4 separate regions of the Mus musculus genome follow, and regions 1, 2 and 4 are each linked to region 3. A link is a contact called in public Hi-C, HiChIP or PLAC-seq and promoter capture Hi-C data. All regions are on one chromosome and are shown on one strand. The core of a region is the stretch at or near the end of the contact, and the rest is flanking DNA. Distances in the headings are between cores, read along the strand shown.

Region 1 (3,414 bases), core at 710-3,209, 2.2 Mb after region 3:
CAAAAATATGACTATAAGCTGTAAATTCTTAGGAAAATATTAGAAATTATGAGCAGCTGTCAGTTTCCACATAGCTACCACAGAAGCTCAATGACAGTGATTATAACCAGCTATGCTGTATACACATAAACTTCATATCCATATACCTATTAGCATTTGTTCTGAGGCAGAACTTACATATGTCAGCCAACCTCCCTGCTTGATCAAGAGACACCAATTAGCCACTGTGAAAGTATGAGTACAAGCTCAGTTCATGGGTTATCAGTATGTTCTAGTACTGCAACTGGAGAGAGGAGCTGATAATTTTAGGCTTGATAGGTTTTAAGTACAGTCTGATGACTGCATCAACTAATACTGATTTCACGTGGACTGTACTAAGCTGGGGTCATTTCAAGTCTGTATAGGTCTATGCCTCTATGGAATGTTTCTCTCTCTCTCTCTTTCCCTCTCTCTCTCTCTCTTTCTTTCTCTCTCTCTCTCTCTCTCTGGGTGTGTGTGTGTGTAGGAATACAGGCACAGTCATCATCACCACAACCTCTTTCTTGCAGAAATCCTTTTTGAAAGGTTTTACATTTGTTTAAGATGGACACTCACAGACTTAACTTTCTTAAAGGTATTTGTTTTCTTGGTATACTAAAATGACACATTTGTCAAGCAGAGACTCTTAACAAAAAAACAAAAACAAAAACAAAAAAAAACTAAGAAAGGCAGAAGAAAATATTCCTACCGAATAATCAAATCCTTTTTGACTGCCTTAGCTCTTGCTGTTTTCACAATCACTGGGTCCGCTGTCACAGTAATCCTTTGACGCCTTATAGCTGTATCTATGTTTATCTAGGCTGCCTTCAAAGTTTCCATTTCCTAGTTGTCAAACGTGATGGATGACAGACAGGCCAACCCTGGTAAGAGCCTGCCTGGCTTGTTCAGACCCAAACTGAGCTGAACTTCCTCAAGTGATGAAGGATTTTGTTTTGTTTTTCGAGACAGGGTTTCTCTGTGTAGCCCTGGCTTTCCTGGAACTCACTCTATAGACCAGGCTGGCCTCGAACTCAGAAATCTGCCTGCCTCTGCCTCCCAAGTGATGGGATTAAAGGCATGTGCCACCACCGCCCGGCGAGGAAGGATTTTATTATCGGAATTTCTCAGTGTTGTGAGCAGAAGCACGGAAAAATAAAACCCGTACTTTTGGAAGATCTAGAAACTATACACTAAACAAATCAGTTCTTCGGATATCCACAATCACTAATGAAGTAGCATGTGGCCCACAGCAAACACATAAAAAGTAGAAAGCTGAATATAACTTTGGGGTTGAGCCTGTCCTTGCAGAAAAAAAAAAAGTCGGAGGATGGCTTTTCTGTCTTTTAGACCAGCTTCTGGAATGTATACGTGACACTCTAGTCCAATCACAGTAACGTGCTGAACTCTTCGTCCTTGCACTATGATCGATAGATGAAGCTCTGCTCTCCAGTTAAAGAGCTAGTTTCTTTATATAGACCATTGGCTCAGGTAGAGATGTGTCAGTCGGGGAGACTCCGCCCCTCTCGACCCCGTGACCCGTCCCTCTTCCCAGGCAGCCGGACTTTGGCGAAGTGGGCGGGCCGTGGGCAGGCCCTGGGCCATCGTTTCCAGGGCAAGAGCAGAGCGGACCCTGAGCCCTCTGCAGCAGCCAGAGCCGCAGCCACTGTCGCCTCGCAGCCAACCGCCACCATGGTGAAGATCGTGACAGTGAAGACGCAGGCATATCCGGATCAGAAGCCGGGCACCAGCGGATTGCGGAAGCGAGTGAAGGTTTTCCAGAGCAACGCCAACTATGCGGAGAATTTCATCCAGAGCATCGTCTCTACCGTGGAGCCGGCGCTGAGGCAGGAGGCCACGCTGGTTGTGGGCGGGGACGGCCGCTTCTACATGACCGAGGCCATCCAGCTCATCGTACGCATCGCTGCAGCCAACGGGGTAAGGGACGCGCGGGCCGGGCTGAGCGTGTGCTACGTGCGGGCTTCTCTGGGCCGGCGCTTCCGTGCGCGCCACCATCCCGTCCCCGCCCCGCGCACGCTCCCTTGACCTTGGCAGTACCCCCGCCCCCACACCCCTATTCGGCTTCCCGTCCACCCCATCCCCCCACACCCCACGTTTCGCAATGGCTATGCCGGGGAAAGGTGAGCCCGCCGTGCAGACCCTGCGTGGCGCTGTGCTATTCTGGTCTGGGATTGGGGCACCTCCCGCTGACTCGAGGCCAGGTGTTGGGAGGGCCGGGGTGACCGGAGCACTCATCCCCCTGGGGCGTTAAGCCAGCGATCTGGGCCCGCAGGTGCCAAGCCTCTCTCCCTGCCCTCTGGTTGGCTTGGGAAAGGCGCTTCCTCCCCTGCCGGGCCTGCTGCCTGGGTTCAGGCTTTTGAAAAGTCCAGTCTCTGCTGGACCTGTTCCACCAAGGGGGCTGGACCTGAATTTTCATTAAAGCAATAACAATATACCCAAGGGCTCTCTTATGCAAGCTGTCCTGACAGGCCAGGAAATTAATGCAACGCCCCCAGTTCCGCCCCCTGGTTAAGAAGGTTAACTGTCTTAATTGAGCAGGTCCACTAGAGAGGTGAAACTTTTTTTTCTCCTATAAATCTGATGATTTGTAAATGTGGATTTGGAATTGGTTATTTGTTTCTACAAGATACTTTAAAAGAAGTTTTAAGGAACACGTTTTCTTTGTATATTTACAATAACATTGGACTTTCTCTCAGCTCCTCTGGGGCCCATTCCCTTCAACAATAACTTGTATTTCAACTTATTTCAAGCTGCCTTGCCAAGCACCGTGACAAACATTTCACTGGTGTGTCTCAAGAACCCTCTTGAAGCCCTATAAGGAAGACGCTATTATGGGTACTTTAAAGTCACCGAGGAGAGTACTAAAAAGCCTGGGCAGGTTAAAGAATTTACCAAAACTATAACGGGAACATTGAATCCAGCACGGACCTTCCGGTACCACTTGAGTGGCTTCTGAAAATCGAGGGACTCATAAATTGCAAGACCTTCTTTTTCCAGTTTTCAAGATCTAAACTGAGCTCTGTATGTAGACTTTCCTGGATGGGTCAGACATTGACAAACAGAGAAAGAAGTTGGGATTTGTATCTGTATGCCCAGGAGTGTTCAGACCACCACAGCTTTCCATGTGGGAGAGAGGCCGGTCAGCTCTGTGGGGAGGATCCCTTCAGCTCCACCCTTGCTCACAGGGGCCTCATTCAGCAGTCCCCTGGCCTATGCCCAGGACAGAGAATGGGTGGGGAAAAGGAAGGCTCCCAGGCAGGAGTGAGCCTTGTCGGTAGGAGCTTTTAGCATAGTGTGAGTTTTAGGGTTCAAATGGATTTCTGCCACTTTGGGAGTACTGTGGAGTGAGAAGGAAAGCGTGAAGACAACAACAGAAAG
Region 2 (3,708 bases), core at 1,204-3,703, 2.7 Mb before region 3:
TGTGTTAAGGAGCACTACAGAAGCAATCTACAGTCTCTATTGCAGTTTGTAACCCCTCCCACCCCCCTTTAATACTGAATGAGATCGAATGTTAGGTCCATGCAGTTCTTGGTCAATGTTAACGAAAAGTCCATCGTTCTGGTCGCGCGCGGGCACAGCCCGTCCGCAAAGTCTGCCGGCCAATAGGCCGCTGCTCTCTGGCTCCACGCCAAAGCCAGGCGCGCCACGTCCTTCCCACTCCAGCACACTGGGGGCGCCGTCAGGTCGCAACCCAGTCCATCTTGTGTACCCTTGGCTTCAGTACTCGGACACTTTTTTTTTCTCTGTCGCAACCAGTCAAGTTCTCAAGTTTGTCTCTGTTATTTTTTTTCTTCCATTGCCCCTCAGCCCTGACAGTCTGTTCTCAAAACGTTTGCAACTGCTGCGTTAGCATGAGTTGGCACCCACTGTTAACGTGGTTCATGACTTTCTGCTTAAGCTGTGCCACCTGTTCCCTGAGCATGTTGGCCGTGGATGCCAGCTCGGAGTTTTGCGCTTTCAAGGTTTTCACTTTTTCCTCTAGCCGAGCGATCCGCTCCAGCTTCCTTTTCCGGCACTTGGAGGCGGCAATGCGGTTCCTCATGCGCTTCCTCTCTGCCTTGATCCGCTCCTGAGACTCCATGTCGATAGGGGACAGGGGCGGCGTCTCTCCCGGCATCTCCGGCACGGTCTGCGGCTCTTCCTTCAGGGCTTGCAGCCGCGGGTGCTGCACCGGGATCTGTTGGGGCAAGTGGTGCGGCGGCTGAGGCGGCTGCTGCTGCTGCTGCGGCTGCGAGGGAAAGGCCAGCCCGGCCGCGCCATAGGAGGGCGCCCCACCGCCGCTGCTCAGCGCACCCGGGTTGAAGTTGCTGAGGTTGGCGTAGACCGGAGGCTCACTGTGCAGGCTGGCGCTGTAGCCACCACCGCCGCCAGCGCCTGCTACTGAGGCCACCGCGGGAGCCACCATGCCCGCCCCGCTGACCGGCTGTGCCGCGGAGGTGACACTGGGAAGCGTGTTCTGGCTATGCAGTTCAGCCAGGGCGCGCACGAAGCCCTCGGCGAAGCCCTCCTGCTCGTCGGTCACGTTCTTGGGGCACAAGAACTGGGTGGGGGTCGGTGTAGTGGTGATGTGCCCATTGCTGGACTGGATGATCAGGCGCTCCAGCTCCGGCGACGCCAGCTTGAGCAGCCCGACGTCGGGCGACGTGAGAAGGTCCGAGTTCTTGGCGCGGAGGTGCGGCTTCAGACTGCCCACCGGGTCGGCCAGGTTCAAGGTCATGCTCTGTTTTAGGATCTTAGGGTTACTGTAGCCGTAGGCACCGCTCTCGGACTGGAGGAACGAGGCGTTGAGGGCATCGTCGTAGAAGGTCGTTTCCATCTTTGCAGTCATAGAACGGTCCGTCACTTCACGCGGGGTTAGCCTGGGCTGTGCGCAGAAGTTTCGGGGCCGCAACAGCGCGCCGGGAAGCGGGGGGATACCCGCGCGTCCCCGCTTCTGTAACAAAGTTTGTTTAGGAGCGTGCGCTCCAGACGGCAGTGCTTCCCCCTGAGCCCTCCTCCCCAGTTCGCTCCAGGGAGCGCAGGGTTAAGACTCCGCTAGCACTCACGTTGGTAGGCTCCCGCGCGATGCCGAGCTTTGAAAAGTCGCGGTCACTCACGGAGCGCTCTCGGGGAGCAGCGGTTCCTTGGAGCCCGCAGACCAGTCCCAGCAACAGCGGCTCTCCGGCGGTGCTGACCAGTCGTCACGGAATTCTCGGTGGAAGCCCGCGATCGGGCTCTGCCGCCCGGCCTCCGACAACTGTCCCCTCCTCCGCTGTGAGGGGGAGGGGGACGCTAGGCAGCCGCGGCTAGCGCTCGCCCAACTTCAGCCGCCTGTGCGAACTGGTATGAGTATAGGTTCCTCTTCTCCCTTTTCTTTACAGTCTCGGTGGCAGCCTTAAGGCGCAGAAGAGATTTGCAAAAGTTCGCTCCCGGCCACTTGTTACCGGTCCTCTGGGTCAGGAAAGTTGCTGGCCGGTAGCCGCTCGCCTATTTCCTCGCGCGGTCGGGAGCCGCTCTCGATGCTGTCAGCAGCGCCCGGACTTGTGAGCTTCTTCTCCGTGGAAGGCGGGAGAAGGGACTCTCCAAATGCTCCCCAAAATACCGGTGCAGGAGCCGCGGGCGCTGGATCCAAGCAGTTGGTGAGAAAATGAAGACAAACGGATGAACAGTCCGGAGTCCGCGGCCGACCGGGTTGGCCAAGTCCGTCCGTCTGTCTGTCTGTCTGCCTGAGCGCTCTCCTGCCAGGCTGTCTCTGCCACACTCAGTGCAACTCTGAGTCCTTATCCAGCCTGAGCTCAACACTTATCTGCTACCAGTCAATCCCTAAAAATAGCCCATGATGTCACCCCGAGGCTTTCCCATTGGCTTGCGTCGTTCTCAGGGGGGCGGGCCCACCCGTCGCCATGGAGACCTCACCCTAGAAGATTCTTCTCTGGGCCCGCGAAGGCTCACGGGATGAGGTAATGCTCCGCTGCGCTCCTACAGTTGGGCCCTTCTTTCTCCTCCTCCCCCCCCCCCCTCCCGCGCTCAGCTTCGGCTTGTGTTCCCGGGTTCCCTCCCCGGCGCGTCTTTCCCGGCCCGCCCGGTGCATTGTGGGCTGACGTCTTGGTTTGGCTGTCTAGTGACGGAGGCTGCCGGTCGGCAGGACCCTTGCGGAGTCTGTCGGAGGCGGGCTCAAGTTCAGGGCTGGGGACTGGGACCGAGACGCGGGGATCCAGAAAGCAGGGGAGGCGCGCTAGTGGCCGGGGGCGGAGAGCTTGGGTGGGAGTGAAGGTTGCACACAGGCGCGCGCCCGCGCGCGGGCACACACACACACACACACACGCACGCACGCCCGAGAAAGGGCTGAATGATCTGAGTGACTGAAGCTGGCTCCGCACCCCCGCACTTCCGGGGGACAGAGCGATGCGGGTTAAAAGGGTTGTGTGCGCCCTGGGTGTGGGAGCACGTAAGTGCGTTGAAGTTGAGCGGGTTTGAGAGTAGCCCTCCAAGATGAGTATGCTTGGAAGTTTAGTTTCGGAGAAGGATCTGCGCCGCAGTGTGCTGTACCTGGAAACCAGAGATTTGCGGTGTTCGGAACCGACTCATCAGGGTCCCCGGCACAACACTTTATTCTCTGGACGTGCCGGGGGAGGGGTGTTCGCTTTGCCTCCGAGGGACCCCTCCTCTAGGTGTGAAAGATGCTAGCCCAGCGCCCATGGGGTGTCGAAAGCAACATATAAAGGTTCGAAACTCAGGAAACCTCGGCGATCGCCTGCGCTAGCACATACACACGGTCCCGCGCACACTCAGTCTGCGCCCGCCCTTCCTCCCTCCCTGATTTGCTTCTGGGAAAACAAGCCTTGAGAGCTGCGGACTCGCCCCAAGTCACGGTGCTTAAGCAGGAGTCCCTGGTAGAAACAGGCTGAAAACTCCCCTCCCCGCTCACTGGTGGAGTCATATCCTGTGCGGCCTCTAGGAAGCGCTAGACACATGTAAGTTATTTCTTTTCTAAGGTTCTGCTATCAGCCCTCCACCCTCCACCCCTCAGGACTAAAGAGGTGGCAAGCTTGGTTCTCCCAGGGCATAAGGGCAAATCTCAGAACTTCTCTGAGCTTTATTGGTCTCATCTAGAAGTAGAGCGAATGAGGTCCACTACACCGGGCTGCC
Region 3 (3,758 bases), core at 705-3,204:
CTCAGTTACATGTTGGTTCCCTCAGCCAGAAACTTCTGTCGAGGAAACTTGGAGAGTCTTGAAGTTATAGATCCCAGCAAAGGGTTTCGTGGCCAGGAATGTTTCTCTAACTCCTCTTAGCTTGGAGGGCATTTCTTCCTTCCTGAAAGCCACAAGGAACCAAGGAAAAGCAGTTGCTTAGTTTGGGAAAATGGACGTTCTAACTAAAGGTTGAAGCTATTACTTTCCTTCAATCCTTAATATGTAATCGGAATAATATGGATTCCAAGAATATTCAAGAGCAGGGGGTGGGAATCAGGGGGAGAAGAATGGATTCTTGAGCATTAGCCCTAAACGGACTAGAGAACAAACAAACTTTAGACTGCCGGCTGTCTCAGCAGAACATTATATTTGGCCTTTTCTAGTAGCAGGCTTACCCACCTAGAAAAAAAAATCTGAATGAAAGTGATCATACCCCCTCACTTTCTTCTGTCGGGTGGGCATGCCTGCAGACTCTAGTCCTGTCATCTCCACCAGGGAGCGGATTCCCAGTCTGTGTGCCAGCGTCGGAATCTGGGGAGTTTTAAAGAAGGGTAGGTAAATACAGAAGGCTGCAAAACTTCAGGAGGGAGAGGAGGAGGAGAAAATGAGAGTTTGGAGGAGACAGGTATACTTTTTCCCCCTCTAGAAGAAAAGAGAGTCTAGAGAGAAAGTGTTGAGTTTTTTTTTTTTTAAGGAAGAAAGAAAGAAAGAAAGAAAGAAAGAGAGAAAGAAAGAGAGAAAGAAAGAAAGAAAAGAAAGAGGGAAGGAAGGAGGGAAGGACAGAAGAAAAAGAAAGCTGGAAGAGCAGGCTTGTTGGCAATGTGCCAAACCCTAAAACCACCCCCCCCCCTTCTGCCAAAACAATACTTTAGCAAACCTAAAATAATTGCAGGAAGCTCTTTTCCATCTTGAGAACTATTACCTGGGGAAGGGAAAAGTTGGGATCCACAAAGACGCACCCTTGAAGAGTGTGTCTGGGGAACAGGGACTCAGATGTTAGTCCTGGGCTCCCATTTGGGGATACAAACATATCTCTTTCCTAAGGGGGCAACCCTTTCACAGTTTTCCTTCTCAGTATACAGAAAAATGTCCCAGCTAAACCACTGTTGTTTCTGACGTGACAGAACTTTTTTGGGCGTTTGTGTTTAAACCCACCAGCTCCTGGGTTCTGGGAGAGAAGAGCGTTCGCTCATGACTCTCCTCCTTGCTTTCTCCAGACACCTCCTCCCCCGCAATCTGGGGAATCTTTGGGGTGATCTTCCTATCCCCCCCACCCCCAGATTCTGACTGCTATAGAGTCGTAGCTGAAAAGTTAGCAGGCTTTTGTGCATATTACCTCTCCCGACGATACTATTCCCATAGAAAGCTTCGCAGGAGAGATTACAATGCTTTTGAGCTTTACCGCATTTCAGAGGAAGGGAGGAAAAGTTACCTAGAAGGTCTGATTTTTTACAAGAAATTTGCATACATGCAAATGTAACGCGCGCCCTTCTCTGGGGTTCCTAGGGAGCCCAACCCGCGGCCCACGGGGGTGCGGGGCGCCCCGACAAAGTTGCCCCAATCCTCTCCCGACGTCCGCGGAGGGCTGCGGCGCGGGTGGGGGGATGGGGAGGAGGAAAAGTAGTTTTGTTTGCTTAAGCACATCCTGTGGCAGCCTATAGCCGCCCGGAGGACACGCTGAAAAAACCGCTCCGCGCCGCGTTCCCGGGGACCGCGCCGAGCGGGGCGGGGGGCGGGGGGCCGCGGGAGGCAGCGAGCGCGGAGCGAGCGGCGGGCGGGCGGGCGGCCCTGCAGGCTGGGGACCGGTGTCAGCGCCGCAGCCGCCCCTCCCCCACCCGGCTCCCCCCCACCCCGCCCCCCCACCCCCACCCCACCCCACCCCCACACCCCCGCGGCGGCGGCGCGAGCGGGCGGCGGCCGTGCGGTGCGGTGCAGAACGCGGCGCAGGCGGGCGCGCGGGCAGCTCGCGGGCACCCGGCCGGCCGGCGCGGGAGCGGGAAAGGGTGCGCTATGCCTTTAACGCCCGCGTACAGTAGACAGTATAGTGGAGTGTAGGGAAACTCTAGGCGGGGTTAAAGTTCAGCGCGTGGAGCGGCAAGAGCGCTGGCTGCTGCAGTTGAGCCGAGTTGGAAATGTGAACGCAAGAAGCAGGCTTGATTTTTTATTCCTCCCCCCCTCCTAGCTCTCTCCTCCTCTCTCTCCCTCTCGCACCCACACTCACGCACACCTCCAGCCCGCACACAGACGTGCACGCACCCCCCGCCGCCCGGCAGTTATGTATTCTCCGCTCTGTCTCACCCAGGTAAGCAGCTGCGGGGGCGCGGGGCGGCCGTGTGCCTCGGCGGGAGCCGTGTCTGCGCGTGTTTCTGTGTGTGCGCGCGCGTGTGCGGGGGGGGGGGCTGCAGCTTTAAGAAAGTAACTTTGTTTCCATGCGGGTGCATTCCTCCTGCTCGGCCATTTGTGTGGGCACATGGCTAATGGCGCCCTCTTATTAATGCGTTAATTAATATCGGGGCGCCGGACTGCGGAGCTCCGCCGGGGCTTGCGGGCGCCCCGCACGTGTGTCCGCGGCTGCAGCCCCTGACACGCTGCAATCTGGACTCTGGCGGCTGCGGCGCGGAGCGCGGTGCCCGCGATTCCTCCGCTCCAGGGAGGGGCGGCTGAGCCCCGCAAGCCCCGCACGCCGGCTGCACCCGGGGCGCCCTGGCTGCCGGGGTCCTCCCGCGCCGCCGCGCCCCCCGCCGACGCCCCGAACTCTTACTTTTGTTTTGTGCCAGCTTTGCGGGCCGGCCCGGGCAGCGCCCCTCGGACGCGGCGGGCGGGCAGTGCTAGCCTTAGTCCGTGGGCTGCGGAGACGCACTCCCCGCGCCGGCCCGGGACCTTGCTGTCCTTGCCTCCTGCCCGCGACCCCCAGGCGAAAGTTTCGGGGTCTGGCGAGCCCACGCCGCGGAGGCCACAGAGCCGCCAAGGCCGCGGGTCGGGCCGGGCTGGGCCGCTGCGGGCGGAGTGGGACTCCGGCTCGAGGGCGAGCGGCGGCCAGGGCCCGAGTCGGCTGCCCCGCCGCCGCCGCCGCCTAGGCAAGCCCCGGGCGGCTCAGCCAGCAGGACCCGGCAACTTTCCCTGCAGCCCCACTCGCGGCGTGGGGCCTGGTGCCCCTCCGCCTGCCCCTCCTGCCCGAGCCTCCCAGCCCATCCCTCCCGGTCGAGTCTGCACCAGCAGCAAGGAAACACTGCTATTTTGCGGCTCCGGATCTGGTCCCGTTTGAATATATTATTTATTTTCTCTGACTAAAAGGCATAAAGTCAGAGTGATTTGCGCTAATTTTTCTCTTTAAGTACGAGTCTTTATATGGCTTTAAAACATTGCACCCTGGCCAGTAATCACCTACATGAAGTTATATGCTTCCAGCACAAGGTTTCTTCACGACTCCCTCAAAACCCTGCTACCACTGTGCCTTCAATGAGTTGGAGCTAACGGTTTACCGGGAATACTTTGGAAGGCTGGACGTATCAGTAGCTTTTCCTCTCCGCTGTAGAGTCTGGATTTATTTCCCATATGACTTCCTTTCTTACTGCAGTATCTAACAGTAATAACACTGGCTATTTGATCTCAGAAGACTCTTAAATGCATCTTTTATGTGGAGATGGTCTGTTTGGGATTTAGGCCTCACATTAATAATGGATTGCAGTTGTTTTAGTTATTGTAAAAGTACCCCCCCCCCCCCGCAACTTCCAAAG
Region 4 (3,842 bases), core at 349-2,848, 3.0 Mb after region 3:
TGATAAGACATCATGACCAAGACGACTCATAAAATAAAATGTTTTATTTGGGGCTCATGGTTTCAGGGAGTTAGAATCCATGGCTATCATAGAGGGGATGTGGGGGGGGGGGCATGATGAAAGACAGGCATGTTTCTGGAGCAGTAGCTGAGAGTTCACGTGTCCAGACACAGTCCTGGGGCAGAGAGAGCTAACTGAGAATTTTTTTTTAAAGATTTGTTTATTTATTACACATAAGTACACTGTAGCTGTCTTCAGACACCCCAGAAGAGGGCATCAGATCTCATTATGGATGGTTGTGAGCCACCATGTGGTTGCTGGGATTTGAACTCTGAACCTTCGGAAGAACAGTCAGTGGTCTTAACCGCTAAGCCATCTCTCCAGAATGTTTTTTTTAAACCTCAAAGACCATCCCTAGTGGCACACTCCTCCAAAATGACCACACCTTCTAATTGTTCCCAAACAGCCCCAAATTGGGGACCAAGTACTCAAACATAAGAGTATGGTGGGGGGCATTCTCAGTTACCCCCTCCCCTCACATTTGCCTACCCATAGCTGTAGTTTCTAGGACTCTTGAAGCAGCACATTCATAGTCTATAGGAAAGTGAATGAATGCTTTATACAGGGACACTCGCCCTGCAGCACACACTTGTTTCTCTATGGTGGCTCTCAGAGAGCCTGATCCAGTACTCAGGAGCCATACCTGCCATGCTTATGAAAGCAGGAGGATGCTATGAGCTCAACTTCAGCTTTGTTTTCGTTTTTATTTTTTATTTGTTATTTTTGCCTGTAATGGAGTCAGATGGATTTATACACACAAACACAAAGAGAGAGGGCAGGAGGGAGGGAGGGAGGGAGGGAAGGAGGGAGGGAGGAGAGAGAGAGAGAGAGAGAGAGAGAGAGAGAGAGAGAGAGAGAGAGAGAAACATCCAGTGGAAGGTCAGAGCACAGGCCTGAAAGTAATACTTGTGCTTAAACTCTGGGTCAGTAGCTTATCCCTGGGTGACCTTCAGCTATTTGTTGCAACTCCCTAAGGCTCGGAGTTTGTTACCTGAAAATTCAGGATCAAGATACAACCTCTTAGCCTCGTCCTGGGATTAAAGGATAATGAGTCACACACACTGAATGTAGACCTCAGAGTATTGTGCTGGCCACATGATAGCTGGTTACAAACCAAGTCCGCTGTGCCCACGAGGGCGAGCTATTGTTACTAATAAAAAATGAGGAAAGGGAGTTAAAGCTCTAAAGACAGTTGCTCCCTTCCTAGGTCTGGGTCAGGCAGAAAGCCCGAGTTCTCGAACTTAAAAGGGACTTTGGGTGGTGGGTGGGTGGAACCTGTAACACTTGGGACCCGAGATCTCCTGCACGGGCCGAGTCAGGGGGTGGGGGCGGTCGCGTGGCCAGCTATGGGAAGGTCTCAAATGATCCCCTTCTCAGGCCAGAAGGGTCCTGTGCAAGCGAGGTCCCCCAGTATCCCGGGCCCCCAGCGTCCCAGGGCGTCGCCCCGTGCAAGGAGGGAGAGGAGGGGCGAGCGCGGGACTTTCCCCGCCTCCCTCCTCTTTCCATAAATCACCGCTGCAGCGGCAGCGGCGGAGCCGGGAAGTGTACGGAGCCGGAGCGCAGCGTGGTGGCACCAGACACCTCCCTTTTCCCCGCCGCTTTCTTTCCTTTCTCTTCTCTCACTTCGGTCTTTTAAACCTCCCTCTCCCTCCTCGCCGGGAGACCGCCCCGGTCGCCTCGCCGCGCCTACACTGGTGGCGCCGCCGCCGTCTCCGGGCTGCGCCGGGACTCGGGAAAGCGAAGGCGGCGCCGCTCCGCCGGTGCTCTCAGCCGCCCGCCCGGCCTGCGGGCGCCGCGGTCTTCGAGCCGCTGCCGCCGGGCGATGGTGGCCGCCCGCGCGCCCGCGCTGCAGCCGGGCGCCCCCTAAGTTTTCCAGCTACAGCCGCCGCGCCGTGGAGCCGAGAGCGCAGGAGACGAGGAAAGTTTGGCGGGCTGCGCCTCCCGCGGCCAGCGCCCGAATCCCGTCGGCGGGAGTGGCCGGAGGCGGCATGGCCCGCGAGCCGGAGGAAGAGGAGACCGTAAGGCCGGCCGCTGTGGTCCGCCGCTGTCCTCGCTGCCCTGGCTGGCCTGGGGCCCCGCGGCCGCCCCTTTGGCTGCTCTGCCTTGTGGCATGCTGGATCTTGGGCGCCGTGGCCGACGCCGACTTCTCCATCCTGGACGAGGCGCAAGTGCTGGCGAGCCAGATGCGGAGGCTGGCTGCCGAGGAGCTGGGGGTGGTCACCATGCAGGTAAGCGACCCCCTTCGCGCCGCCTCACTTGCAGCGCTCTCCCGCTGCGCAGAGCCCTGGGCCGCTGCACGGAGTGCCCAAGCGGGCTGTGGGACCTCTCGGTTCCTGCAGACTTCACCACATCCAGTGCTCTCTGTCCCGTGTACTCATTTGCCGCTGCCCTCTTCTGCAGAGCCTCTGCCCCGCACCCACTTTCCCCCTCTTCTCGGCCCCGGCTCCTTTCTTGTTGGCTGGGGATTCTCTGCTCTATCCGCGCTTCCTTCCCCAGTTTGCACTCTCTTCCTTCGCAGATTTGTTTTCACTCGTCACTCCTGCAAACTCCCCTTTCCTCTTTGTGTTCCCATCCCTAGGCAGCGGTCCCGCCCGGCTCGGGGCATTCTCCAAGGCTCCCCCACTCCACCCTCTTGAAACCTCCCAGCGTCCTGGAGACCAGGCGCACGAGTGGGCGAGGGAGCGAAGGTAGATTGTCCGCCTGGGCCGCAGGACTGTTGGGGTCCGGGCGGCCCAGCAACCGGGGCTCGCTCTCCCTGCCCTGCCGCTTTGGGGGAGGGGAGGGGCTGATCTGGCGGATCCCCCGCTCCAGTCCTTCTGGGGACTCTTTTTCTTTCCGCTCTTGCGGCCATTGGTCGCCTCTTGTCCGCTGTGTAATTTCTGGTTTGTGTGTGCCTTCGCTGGGAAGGGCAAGGTGAATAGGGTTTCCATTTTTTTCCCCCTGCGTCTTTTGGCCTTCCCTAGGGTTGTAGATTAATTGCCTTTGGCTGATAAGGATTTCTGACGATGCTACTAATAACCCACAGTTGTAAAAATTGCTAGACAGCAACCACCTGGAGATCCTATCGCGCCGTTATTCTCATCTTCTTGGCGAAGAAGGCCCACTCAATTAGGAACTGATGAGATGACACTCCGAGTACCAAGCCAGCGAAACAGCCTAGTGCTCCAGACAACTAACTCATTCCCGTAATAATGGTGGCGGGACTGGCCTTCGAAAGGCCGAAGTTTTCAGGAATGTGGTGTCAAAATAGGTTTCTGATTTCGAACCTAGAGTGACCATTCCACCTCCTACGGGCGAGATGTTTTGCTTCTCTTTGGGATTCAGGTTTCTGACGGCTTTCTTGAAAAAGAGAAAGAGAGAGAGAGAAAAGAAAAAGAGCCCAGAAACCTACTTCCACCCAGGCCCCCTAAGAGGCTGCATGCAGTATGCTTAAAACAAGTTTCACCTCGGCCCTAGCTTTTTTAAGGTGGAGAGATTGCTTTGCTGGGAGGGTAAATTTACATTTATTTGTAGAAATCCAGCCCGGACCTGCTGCGGAGGGGGATTTTCTTTATTTCCATGATAACAGCTACTCTTTTAAAATGCATTTTTCTATTGCTTCCTACTCTCGTCTTGATTTAGGTTCAGTTTTAATTTCTTCCATGTGCATTTTCTGGTTGCTGGCGCCCTGACCTAGGGATGGAGGGCTTTGGGAGGCAGTAAAATCATCTAGATTTGCTTTGCCTTGGTGAATGCGTTAATTTAGAAACAAACAGAACCGTGTTTTCCCACAGAGGATTTTT

The links. A called contact is a pair of places that touch in the nucleus more often than the background predicts. HiChIP or PLAC-seq counts read pairs in DNA pulled down with a chosen protein or histone mark. Capture Hi-C pulls out chosen DNA fragments and counts their contacts.
Region 1: a promoter capture Hi-C map of liver shows a contact between it and region 3, with 2.8 times the contacts expected there. The contact joins the promoter of BC062258 here to the promoter of Nfia in region 3. A contact is called at or near these places in 1 of 39 promoter capture datasets (liver), 1 of 484 Hi-C or Micro-C datasets (B cells) and 1 of 9 other capture datasets (liver).
Region 2: a Hi-C map of cardiomyocytes shows a contact between it and region 3, with 7 times the contacts expected there. The contact joins the promoter of Junos here to the promoter of Nfia in region 3. A contact is called at or near these places in 2 of 39 promoter capture datasets (the C10 cell line and embryonic stem cells), 4 of 484 Hi-C or Micro-C datasets (CD4 T cells, CD8 T cells, cardiomyocytes and 1 more), 1 of 115 datasets of contacts at active chromatin or transcription factors (cardiomyocytes) and 2 of 9 other capture datasets (adipose tissue and embryonic stem cells).
Region 4: an H3K27ac HiChIP or PLAC-seq map of embryonic stem cells shows a contact between it and region 3, with 11 times the contacts expected there. The contact joins the promoter of Cachd1 here to the promoter of Nfia in region 3.

Annotation. Positions count from the first base shown.
Region 1 is chr4:99,927,859-99,931,272 of GRCm38.p6, forward strand. It overlaps BC062258 (a long non-coding RNA gene), which reads left to right and starts at 1,960. Exons shown (of 2, transcript XR_003955079.1): 1 at 1,960-2,156; 2 at 2,787-3,414. It overlaps Pgm1 (phosphoglucomutase 1), which reads left to right and starts at 1,593. Exons shown (of 11, transcript NM_028132.3): 1 at 1,593-1,953. The coding sequence starts at 1,708.
Region 2 is chr4:95,049,864-95,053,571 of GRCm38.p6, forward strand. Junos (a long non-coding RNA gene) reads left to right here and starts at 2,454. Exons shown (of 5, transcript XR_867920.3): 1 at 2,454-2,519. Jun (jun proto-oncogene) reads right to left here and starts at 2,359. Exons shown (of 1, transcript NM_010591.2): 1 at 1-2,359. The coding sequence starts at 1,408. The coding sequence ends at 404.
Region 3 is chr4:97,775,672-97,779,429 of GRCm38.p6, forward strand. It overlaps Nfia (nuclear factor I/A), which reads left to right and starts at 1,955. Exons shown (of 11, transcript NM_010905.3): 1 at 1,955-2,323. The coding sequence starts at 2,297. It overlaps Gm38709 (a long non-coding RNA gene), which reads right to left and starts at 1,752. Exons shown (of 5, transcript XR_003955232.1): 1 at 1,358-1,752; 2 at 455-552; 3 at 1-142.
Region 4 is chr4:100,775,081-100,778,922 of GRCm38.p6, forward strand. It overlaps Cachd1 (cache domain containing 1), which reads left to right and starts at 1,599. Exons shown (of 27, transcript NM_198037.1): 1 at 1,599-2,288. The coding sequence starts at 2,049.